Regions from separate parts of the Mus musculus genome. Here region 1 is linked to region 2. The links are chromatin contacts, called in public Hi-C maps. All regions are on one chromosome and are shown on one strand. Each heading gives the region's core, a stretch centred on a gene start, on an enhancer-like site or on the middle of the called end of the contact. The rest is flanking DNA. Distances are from core to core; before and after follow the strand shown. Region 1 has its middle 21 kb from the start of Gm24240. Region 2 has its middle 10 kb from the start of Gm19689.

The links. Hi-C and Micro-C count contacts between places; a contact is called where the count stands out from the background.
Region 1: a Hi-C map of liver shows a contact between it and region 2, with 4 times the contacts expected there. The contact joins two enhancer-like sites. A contact is called at or near these places in 1 of 15 datasets of contacts at CTCF or cohesin (the NIH/3T3 cell line), 8 of 484 Hi-C or Micro-C datasets (ECoMG myeloid progenitors, the HL-1 cell line, the N1E-115 cell line and 5 more) and 2 of 115 datasets of contacts at active chromatin or transcription factors (bone marrow-derived macrophages and embryonic basal ganglia).

What each region holds. Positions count from the first base shown.
Region 1 is chr17:83,246,237-83,251,012 of GRCm38.p6, forward strand. No RefSeq gene overlaps it. Among named protein-coding and RNA genes, the nearest start is that of Gm24240, 21 kb to the right of the region's middle. Within about 2 kb of position 2,590, at least 5 of the 459 cell types and tissues checked have an H3K27ac peak or open chromatin away from gene starts, as enhancers often do. A contact at or near this core is called in liver, where this site is marked.
Region 2 is chr17:83,085,901-83,091,278 of GRCm38.p6, forward strand. No RefSeq gene overlaps it. Among named protein-coding and RNA genes, the nearest start is that of Gm19689, 10 kb to the left of the region's middle. Within about 2 kb of position 3,676, at least 7 of the 459 cell types and tissues checked have an H3K27ac peak or open chromatin away from gene starts, as enhancers often do. A contact at or near this core is called in liver, where this site is marked.

The DNA of each region.
Region 1 (4,776 bases), core at 1,340-3,839, 160 kb after region 2:
CCGTCTCCTTAGCTAATGAGGATGCGGATACTCCTGTCTCCAGAGATTCACAACCACTTCCTCCCACCCCGTTCCTTCCTTTCCTATCTCAGGAAATGAAAAGCAATTTCCCCCCAGGGCCTGTTTACCCAGGGCAACCCTAACAGGGTTCCAAACCCAGTCTCACAGCCAGTTCCAATATCTGTCTTCACTGCAGTCATAAGACAGATACGGCACCTGCCCACCGAGCCCGTCCTCTGGGCTTGTGCGGTTCGTGTGTTCCTGCAGGATCTTTAAACATCTGATTAAATTTCATGCTTCAAATGAGAAGTTCTGAAGATGAAAGATTACTAGACTTTCATCAGCCCTTCTCTCTACTTGGCAGCTCTTCACAGCCCCCCACCCCCACCCAGAGTCTCTTCTCACCCTCTTCCTCCCCAAAGTCCTTGGACTTCCTGTGAATTCCGTTCCCAGTTACTGGCCACACTCACATCTCCTGTCTACAGCGCACCCCTGACACACATGGTGTGGGAAGAAGCCCTGAAAAGACGAATCCATGGGATTAAGCAACAGGAAGATGGCAAAGGTTGAGAGCACCTAGGACTCCAGATAAGGTTTCATTGATCAAAAAACGGGCTTGAGGGCTTGGGATGCAGCTCAGCTGATAAAATACTTGCCTAATATGCATAAAGCTCTGAGTTCAATTCCAGATACCACATAAAACCAGGCATAGTAGCGGATGCTTGTGATCCTAGCACTTGGGGGAGTAGGAGGATCAGAAAATTCAAGGTTGTCTCCATTACAGAGCAAGGTCAAGGTCAGACTGGGTTATGAGAGATCTCCAAGAAGAAGGAGGAGGGAGGGAAGGAGGAAGAAGAGAAAGAAGAGGAGGAGGAAGAGGGGGAGGAAAAAGAGGAAGAGGAGGACAGGGACGAGAACAAGGAAGAAGAACGAAGCTAGAGAGATGGCTCAAAGGTTAAGAGTACTTTCTGAGCAACTGTGAGGGCTAGAATTTGGATCCAAGCACCCATACAACTAGCTGGACATCCCTTACATGGTTGTTAGAAAAATCCCTAAGTCGGTCACACTCAGCACTTCTCTTGCAAGTCGCATGTGCAGCCACCACCATTGGACAGAGGTCTCAAGGCCAACCTCTCTAATGCCACAGGAAGCCGTTTTGAGATAATGACTGACTTTTTCCCCCCCCAGGGGTTTGCATCTGTCTTCTTGATCGCCATCCCTCCCCTTAGTGAGGCAGCCAGACTGCTGGATGTCCTCTGCCTCCAGGAAGAGATGTGATAGGGAGAAAAAGAAGACACACTTTGATGTCTGTACAAGATTAAAAAGTATTTATGAGAGGCATTTAGCGAAGTGGGGGTGGGGGTGAATAGGGCTCTTCTCCACCCATCCTCTATACCCCTAACAATAAACAACAATAAGTCCTCCGAAATGATACAGGGAGGAGGAGAAAGAAGGGGGGATGGTAGCAGAGAGCTGGTGGGTCCAGGGACAGTCCTGGATGTGAGAGTGAGGCTCACACATTGAGCATGCTGACCATGAGCCTCTGAGAAGGTCACACCTCCATCTCTCAACAGCGACCCGACCCCACCAGCGGTCTTTCCTGGTGGGCTCATTAGCACCTCCTTTATTCACAACCACCTTGAGAGCCAAACGGTCCTCTCCTCATCCAGCCCCCACCCCCACAATGTCGAAAGATACCAAAATCCTTATTAAAAAGAAGGTGGGCAAGACCCTCAAACCTCACAGCACCATCTCCAACTCCCAGGCACCTCCTGAAAGGAATCTCCAAGCCCCATAAAGACCAGCAGCTGAAAGGACTCGTCTCAGTCATAACACAGACCTACTTTAACTGGAATGAAGACATACACATTCCTTCTACTCATTCTTAAAACCCAGCCTTGACTTGGGTGGCCTCGTCACCAAGCCTGCTCTTGGTTAGAGTGAGCAGATATGTCCTCTCTCCTTGGCAATGCCCTGGGAGTCTTTTCTTCTACTGTTCCACACATCGCATTGGGTCCTGATGGGTTTGTGTCTGTGATTGTGTTTGTGTCCTGCTCCTATGCCTCATAGTGAGCAGAGCAAGCACTGAACTTGCGTGCGTGTCTGTGTGTGTGTGTGTGTGTGTGTGTGTGTGTGTGTGTGTGTGTGCTTAAGTTGAATTATGCATCCCATCCTCTTTCTCAATTGAAACTAGAATTGCCCACCTAAAGCCAGTCATGGCGAGCAGAGCACCTGAAAGGACAGATCAGTAAATCACCCATCAATTCCTGCATGCTCCTGGCCTGGCCTTTATTGATCCTTGAGCCTTGGCTCTGACCCTGTTGCCTCTGGTCTTCCCACTGGCTCTGATTGAGTTCCTGTCCCAACCCCTCCTCCTCCAGGAGCCCCGTGCTGCTCTTTGTCATTTAAAGAAGATTTAAGATAGTCTCATCCAAACTCCATTAGGTTCCCATTGTTCTGCCTTAAAACCTACCTGAAATGACTGGATTAAGTTTGGGGGTGGGGGGAGGCAGGGAAGTAGGGAACTTTTCACACTTCCTGTATCAGATCAATAAAATCTTAATAGCCAATGAGATGGCTCAGCGCTTAAAGTTGCCTGATGAACTGAGTTCAATTCCTGGAACTCACATGATAGAGGGAGAGAACTGACTCTCACTTGTACTCTGACCTCAACTTGTGCACTGTCTCACACACACACACACACACACACACACACACACACACACACTGTAAAGGGTTGGAGAGAAGGCTTAGTGGTTAAGAGCGCCAATTGCTCTTCCAGAGGTCCCAAGTTCAATTCCCAGAAACCACATGGTGGCTCGCAACCAACTGTAATGGGATCCGATGTCCTCTTCTGGTGTGTCTGATGCATATGAGAGAGAGAGAGTGTGTGTGTGTGTGTGTGTGTGTGTGTGAGAGAGAGAGAGAGAGAGAGAGAGAGAGAGAGCATGCTCACACACGTATAGACATATATAATACATATGTATATGCATTATATATACATTCATACAAGCCCTTGAATATATACATATATATGTGGCTGCATGCATTGGTCTTTCTGCAAGGTAAGCTTTCTATACATTTAGGAAGTAGCCGTGTAGCATTGGTGTAACAAGCATTTTGCCGGCATGGCCTCGTGTTTTGACTTTGTTTAGGGAATTTGGAGCATGTAGAACTCTCGAATCTTTATTTATATGAACATATCAGCTTTCCCTTCTGTGGCTTTTGGACTTGAGTTCTGTGTCAGAAGCTCACACACCCAGAGGTGAACAGACAGAACCCGCTGCTCCCTGCCCTGTGAACAACACAAGACGCCCCTTGCGCTACTTCAGTGGGCTCTTTCCATATTTACTCTCTCCCTGCTGCCATGGGAAGGAACTCCTAGAAGGACGCCTCCCAGGTCAACGGGGTTCAGTAGCTCCTCATCGCCCATTGAACTGAGCGAGCTTCCCACTGCAGGTATCTGATGATAACACCAACTTATCTCATTGGTTGCTGGCTCTCTGTGCTCTAACCTCTACCCAACTCCACTTCTCAACATCCCCTAAGTCGCCCCACCTGCCTCCCCATTTCACCACACCCTTTCATCCTCTGGCCAAACCTTCTGCCCATCTCTTCTGCCCATCAAAAGTACCCTAATTTTTCAAGATTCACCCACCAAACACCCTTCTCTGTGATGTCTCCACCAAATCACGGTGTTCTTTCAAGCATTTTTGTTTTTGCTTCTTCTCTCGGGACATGCATCTGAATTTCCTTAGATCATTGGTGTGTGTCTCCTTCAACATCACCAAGAACTCTGTGGAGAAGGGTGAATGTGAGCTGCGTGTGCCTCTGCCTCAGCTCCACACCTTCTGCTGAGGTGAGACACACACACAAGTAGTCAGACTGGGGGCTAAGCTGTGCAAGCCAGACGCTGGTCTGGAACTCCTAGCTGGTCTCTTGCTGTGCCCAATAGTAAATATGGGCTCCCTTTGGGTAGCTGCAAGTCAAAGCCTACTTCCGCTCAAAAGAAGAGACGGGGGAGGGGGGTAGATGCTCTCCATCCCTCAGATCTCCACCCTAAGTGTTTGACGTCATACCATAACATCTCAGGGAACTGCTTCTCCCAGCAGCCCTGGCTGCTTTTTTCCCTTCTTCATAGGATAAGATGATCCTCTATCTCCTTGACCAACAGCAATGACCGCAAGAATGTGTTACTTTGATTGGTCAGATCTGAGCTTATAGACCAGAGCTGAGGATTCTACAAACACAGACACAGTGTGTAACCTGGTATAACGCCACGGAAGGAAACCATGTGCCACTACCAATAGAGACAAGATAAGAAACTTAGGGTGGCATGAGACTCAGTGCTGGTGAGAAGACACTTGCTTCCATGCCTAATGACCGGAGTTTGATTCCCAGGACCCACGTGGTGGACGCAGAGAACTGACTACCACAAGCTGTCCTCTGACTTCCGTGCCTACATATACAAAATAAATAAATACTGCAATAACAACAACAATAATAGAAGCTCTTTTACTGAAATACCAAATATCTACTCAGCAGAACACAGATCATTAATGCCCTACAGGAAGAGAGGAGTGGGCCGGAAACCCCCACCCCTGAGCTATTTCTCTCCTTTCTGCCATTCTCTCCTGCCCTAGAGGTAGTTCCAGCTTCCAAGCACAACATGGTCCCCCAAGGTTTGTGGCTCAGCCGCAGGACCAGTGTGAACAGATCTTAACCAAACCCCAGACCAGGCGATGGCTGGCGTGGTCCAGCCAGCTCCAAGTTATT
Region 2 (5,378 bases), core at 2,426-4,925:
GTGGAAAAACCTTCCAAAATACAGCATCGTAAACCGTTTGGCATCCACAGAGGGCACACCAGGGGGTCTTGGTGAATCTCCAAGTTCACAAATGCAGCTAGGCCTGGGCAGACTCCTGCTTGCTCAAAGGATCACATTTATGGGGAAAGCTCCAGTCATCTACTGTGAAGCCCACACCACCCGCCCCACCCTCCTCCCTTTGCATGGACTCTATACTTTGGCTTCTTGCTTCATGTTGGATGATGTAGTCAGAGCCCAGTTTTCTCTTTAATCAGGATTGTACATGGATCGACTCTGTCTATTGCTGAATAAAAGCTCCGGCTCACCCATCACTTCAAGTGCAATCTTGTGACACTCTGAGTCACTTGACGTGATGAACAATAGGTACAGTGTGGTGATCTGAATGAATGCCAATTTCCGTGTAATCATCACGTCTTATAATTTGATTTTACAGCATGTCGCTTCCCCACACTGGGTTGTCACTTGCAAGTCTGTGGTGGGAAGGGGAGAGGGTTTATCTCCTATGTCTTTTGTCTCCCTTCCCCACACACACCTGTACTTACACACTCATGCACACGTACACACATATGTATACACACATACACACAAGCACCCACATGACACACATCTATGTCCATATACATACACACATTCACATGAACATGCATATCTATGTATGTCTATGCACACTCACACACACATGCACATGTATTCTTACACACATGTGTATATACACACACACACATAGTAGGGAATGAGGCACAGGGCTGCCAGAGCCCTAAATCCCTTTCCTGGTCTTTTCTCCTCCTCACTGTCTCCCATTTTATACTCTGAAGGTGGATATGATGGTGCCAGGAGTTCATTTTGGGTGTCTGGAAAGATGGCTTCTGTGAAGAAGAGTACTGGCTGCTCTTCCAGAGTACCTGGGTTTTGATTGCCACCATCCATGTAGTATAGCTCACCTCTATCTACAGTTCCAGTTCCAGAAGCCTGGCGCCCTCTTCTGGCCTCAGAAGGTACTCCATGCTTGTAGTCCACATACATGTATGCAGATAAAACACCCAAACACATAAAATTTTAAAATTGAGAAGTTCCCTCTGGGGGCTAGATCGATGGATAAAATACTTCTGCAACCATGACAATATGAATTTGACCACCACCACCACCAAAAAAAAAAAAAAAAAATCAAATGAATACAGTGGCCTCTGCCAGTAACCCTAGGGACAGAGACAGGCAGAACTCCAGAGCTTGCTGGCCAGCCAGTCTAGCCAAATTGGCAGGCTCTGAGTTCAGTGAGAGACCCTGTCTCAAAAAAAAAAACAAAACAAAAAAAACAAAACAAAAAAAAACAGTGTTGTAAGCAATTGAGGAAGGGTCTGATCTATACATATTCATAATTCAGTTTTTAACCTCCTAAGATAAGATCGTCAGTCAACCAAATGTTTCTCAGCTCTGCACCCTCCCCACCCAGCCAACATCCTAGATAGAAGCCCCTATCTGTGTGGATGGAGGACACGTGCCCACTCTCTCAATATGACCATCTACAAGGGGGAGAGATGAGCCCTTCAGAGTTGTGGGAACACGAATCTCTATTACATACGCCCTCTACTTCTGGTATTTCGTTATGCCAACCTGAGATGACCAGAGCCCCTAATGAAGTGGTTTAATAAACTATTTTCTGTATACAATATTCCTCTAGCTTTCATATCAGGCACGCAGAATGGCAAGACAATACAATATTTACTGAGAGAACGCGTAAATGAAAAGGCAGAGCAATGCACCCGTTTAATTTATGTATCTATCATTATGCGGGGAGCGTACACACCCAGCACCCACGCGGAGGTCAGAGGACAACTCTGTGAAGTGAGCCTCCCTTTTCCCTTTCTGTGAGCTCCAAACACTGAACTGGGGTCCCCAGGCTTCTGAGGCAAATCCACTGAGCCTCCTCCTCAGCCCTACCTCACTCAGTTTCCATGTCTGAGTCATATAACAACATGTTCTTGTCTTCTTGTCTATATTTTAAGTTTAAAAAAAACCATAAAGGCGACACAGGAACACGCATGAATGTAGATGTGTGAGTTAAACAACAAAGAACCTGGTAAAAGCAAAAGTAGACATTTGCCTCCCTAGCATCTCCCCAGCCTCTCCGAAACCCCTCCTCAGCCCCTCCCTGGCCCCTCCACAACCCCCCGCCCCGCCCTCCCCCTCCTCAGCCCCTCCCTGGTCCCTCCCCAGCCCGGCCCTGGCCCCTCCCTGGCCCTGCCCCAGCCCCTCCCTGGCCTCGCCCCAACCTCTCCCTGTCCCCTCCCCCGCCCTTCCTGGGCCTCTCCCCAGCTTTTCCACAGCCCCTTCCCATCCTCTCCACAGATCCTTCCCAGCCCACCATATTAATATGTTCTCAGCAAGAGAGGGCTCAGACACCCAGTGTGCTGTTTCTTCCAAATCTATGAACCTATATGAACGTAGGAGTCCTACCATGTGTGTGCCACAGCCGCTTGCAGCTTCCCGCATGGCTGTGTCTCAGTGTTTCTCCCATGTTTTTTTTAAGTTCAGAAACATACAACCTTATTCTGAGCTATTCCCATAGATGGGCATTCCAGGTATTTTTAATTTTATCCTCATAAAACACTTTAAAATACAACCCTCCCCATGCCTTCAGGGATGCATAGCCAACTCTCTTGACTACAATAATGCTCTGTGGTTACTCTCTGTCTCCAATCACAGTTACCTGTTATGCATTGTAGCTTCCGGCAGGTATGATACTTAGTTTCAGTTCCTTCTCTGCTGAGAAGTTACACTGTCTCGTCAGCAGGCTCTCCTTGGACTTGTTTCCTTGGTGTTCTCTTTAGCTTGACAAACAAGTTTCTATTTTTATGTAGCCAAAAGCAACAAATTCTTTCTTTGAGGTTTCCTTGGCTACTTCCAAGATTAATGAAATATTCACCTACATTTGCCTGTGTTAGTGTTGCTATTTTTTGTAGTATCTGCAGTGCTAGGGAATGGAACCAAGGACCTCACACATACTAAACAATCACTACCCATGAGCTACAGCTCCAACTCCAGAGGTGCTTCTCCAGTTTAGCTCTTTGTTCTCTCTGGAATTAATTTTTATAGATGGTGGAGGAAGAAGAGTCAGCATTGTTCCCTAAATGTTCAGTAAACCCTATCTCATTTATTAAATAATCTATTCCCCCTTCTGTTGACAATGTTTCATTTATTATATACTAACTTTATACAGAGAGAGAGAGAGAGAGAGAGAGAGAGAGAGAGAGAGAGAGAGAGAACTATGTGAATGAAATTTCACCCTAACTTCTCCAGTTGTCTCTTTGTCCAAACATTAACCCTTTTCACTTGCCCCAGGACTTGGCTTAGGCAGGGAGTTTTGGGGACTGAAGCATCTGTTCCTCGCATGCACACACACAATTCTTCTCACCTCCAAGATGGAAAACAGAATGCAAATACTCGTGGCTGTTAAGAGTCTCCTTTTCCACTCTGGGTTTTTAACACTGTCGCAAAAGAAATTCATGTTTCACCAAGAAAAAAAAAATCAAATGCACACATGTCAGAGGCATGCAGATGTTAGCTGTGTTATCCCACCCCACACCACCGTAATGCTCAACCCTCTGGAGCATATCGGATGATGAGCGACTACTCTTGGCCTGAAGTGAGTGGACCCTGGCCTGGGCTGCTGGGACAACTTGAGGTTAGGATGCCTCTCTAGATAGAACCCGCTCTGTCGAATGAGTATGTCAGTGGGTTGGGCTTCTGGGCGTTAAAAAGGTGTCCAGATATGTACAATAGGGACACGCTCTGAAATCATTTCTCTCTGGCTTGTCTCCTAATGATCTTTCAGGCATCTTGATGTCAGCCCCAACCTCCCTGCTGTCATCCACGACAAAAGCCAGACATTCCTGTACAGGGACATGACGTCTCATTACCTCAAATTAGATGTGACCCGAAAATAAATTTGCCATGCTAGCCAATTATTTCTAGAAAAAACACCCACCCATAAGCCAACTGTCCTAAAACTAATATATTGTCTCTGATAGGCACTCTGCATTTTCTCTGATTTATAAATAACGACCCAGTACAAGTTACTTCATCCAGTTACCTTGGCACTAACACAGCGTTTGTGTTGGATGGGATCCTGACAGTAGCATTGCTCAAAGCCAGGCATTCTCAGGTGTTTTGCCAAGATTTTATTTGGCCAGGGCAAGGGTCTGGTTAGACCAATCTTAAACATGCTTAGCTATGGGCATTACTTCAGCCACAGTAAATGAAGTTGGCTTTGGGGGCCTGGTTGGCTCATTCATTTACACAATAAACCTCTGGGCAACCTCAGAAGATAGTCCTTGTCTTGCTGGTGGATGGTGATGGAGAACTCACCCCGGCTTGTATAGTCAGCTAAGACACGTGACTCAAGACTCAAAGGATAACAAAGAACAGTGCCTTCAAGCTATCGAGGGACTTCAGTTTGAAGTCCCACTACTAAATATTTATGTAAGAGACCCGCTGAGAAATAACACTATTCCAAGAAGAATGCTTGAAGGATAAGCAGTTCTCCACACTTCCAGATTTTCCAACGCTGATCTCTGGTTCTGCCGAGCTGCTAAAACACAGGTACCTGGAGTGCGTCAGACCAGCCCCAACAGAATTGCTTTTGCTAAACTGTTTTTGGTATGATGCCATCAGCATCTTTTTTTATGTCCTTATAAGAAACAGTCCCTGGAAGAGCATCATTACAGTGGACTACCTAGGGTGTTGAGGAATTGTGTATTACATTCCACAGTGTTTTCTTTATTGAGTATCCTCTAGGGTAATCTGAGTTTAGTACTGGAAGGAGTAGTCACCCTTCCAGGCAACTAGATCCTCTGTCTGTGGTATCACTTTCAGAAGGGTACCCTAAAGAGCGCTAAGCCAACGCACAGTTCATTGGTGTCCTGTGAAAAAAGATGCTTCATACTGAAAAAGTTAAAAAATCAAGTATATATATATATATATATATATATATATATATATATATACACATAAAAGGTAAGTATCTGTAGGACAGCACAAATGGCTGTCTTATCATATCATCAAACAAGATATGAGATGTCTCTGAGTCACCAGTATGTGTGTTACATGATGCTATCCAGTGTGGTGCTTGCTAGGGTCTGGGGACCAGTTCAGACTAGGTCTTACTGTAAAAGCTAACAAGGATATCTAAAACCCAGACTGCCTTCTCATGCCAGCCTGAGACTTTTGGCTTGAAGATCCGAGAACTCCCAAGATGCTTCATGATGCCTGGGGTCCTCTCTTACTCCTGGAACCCTGCTCTCACCCACCCTGCAGGCACACCCTCGGCTGTGCTCCACCCTTGACCTGGCAGCCTGGCT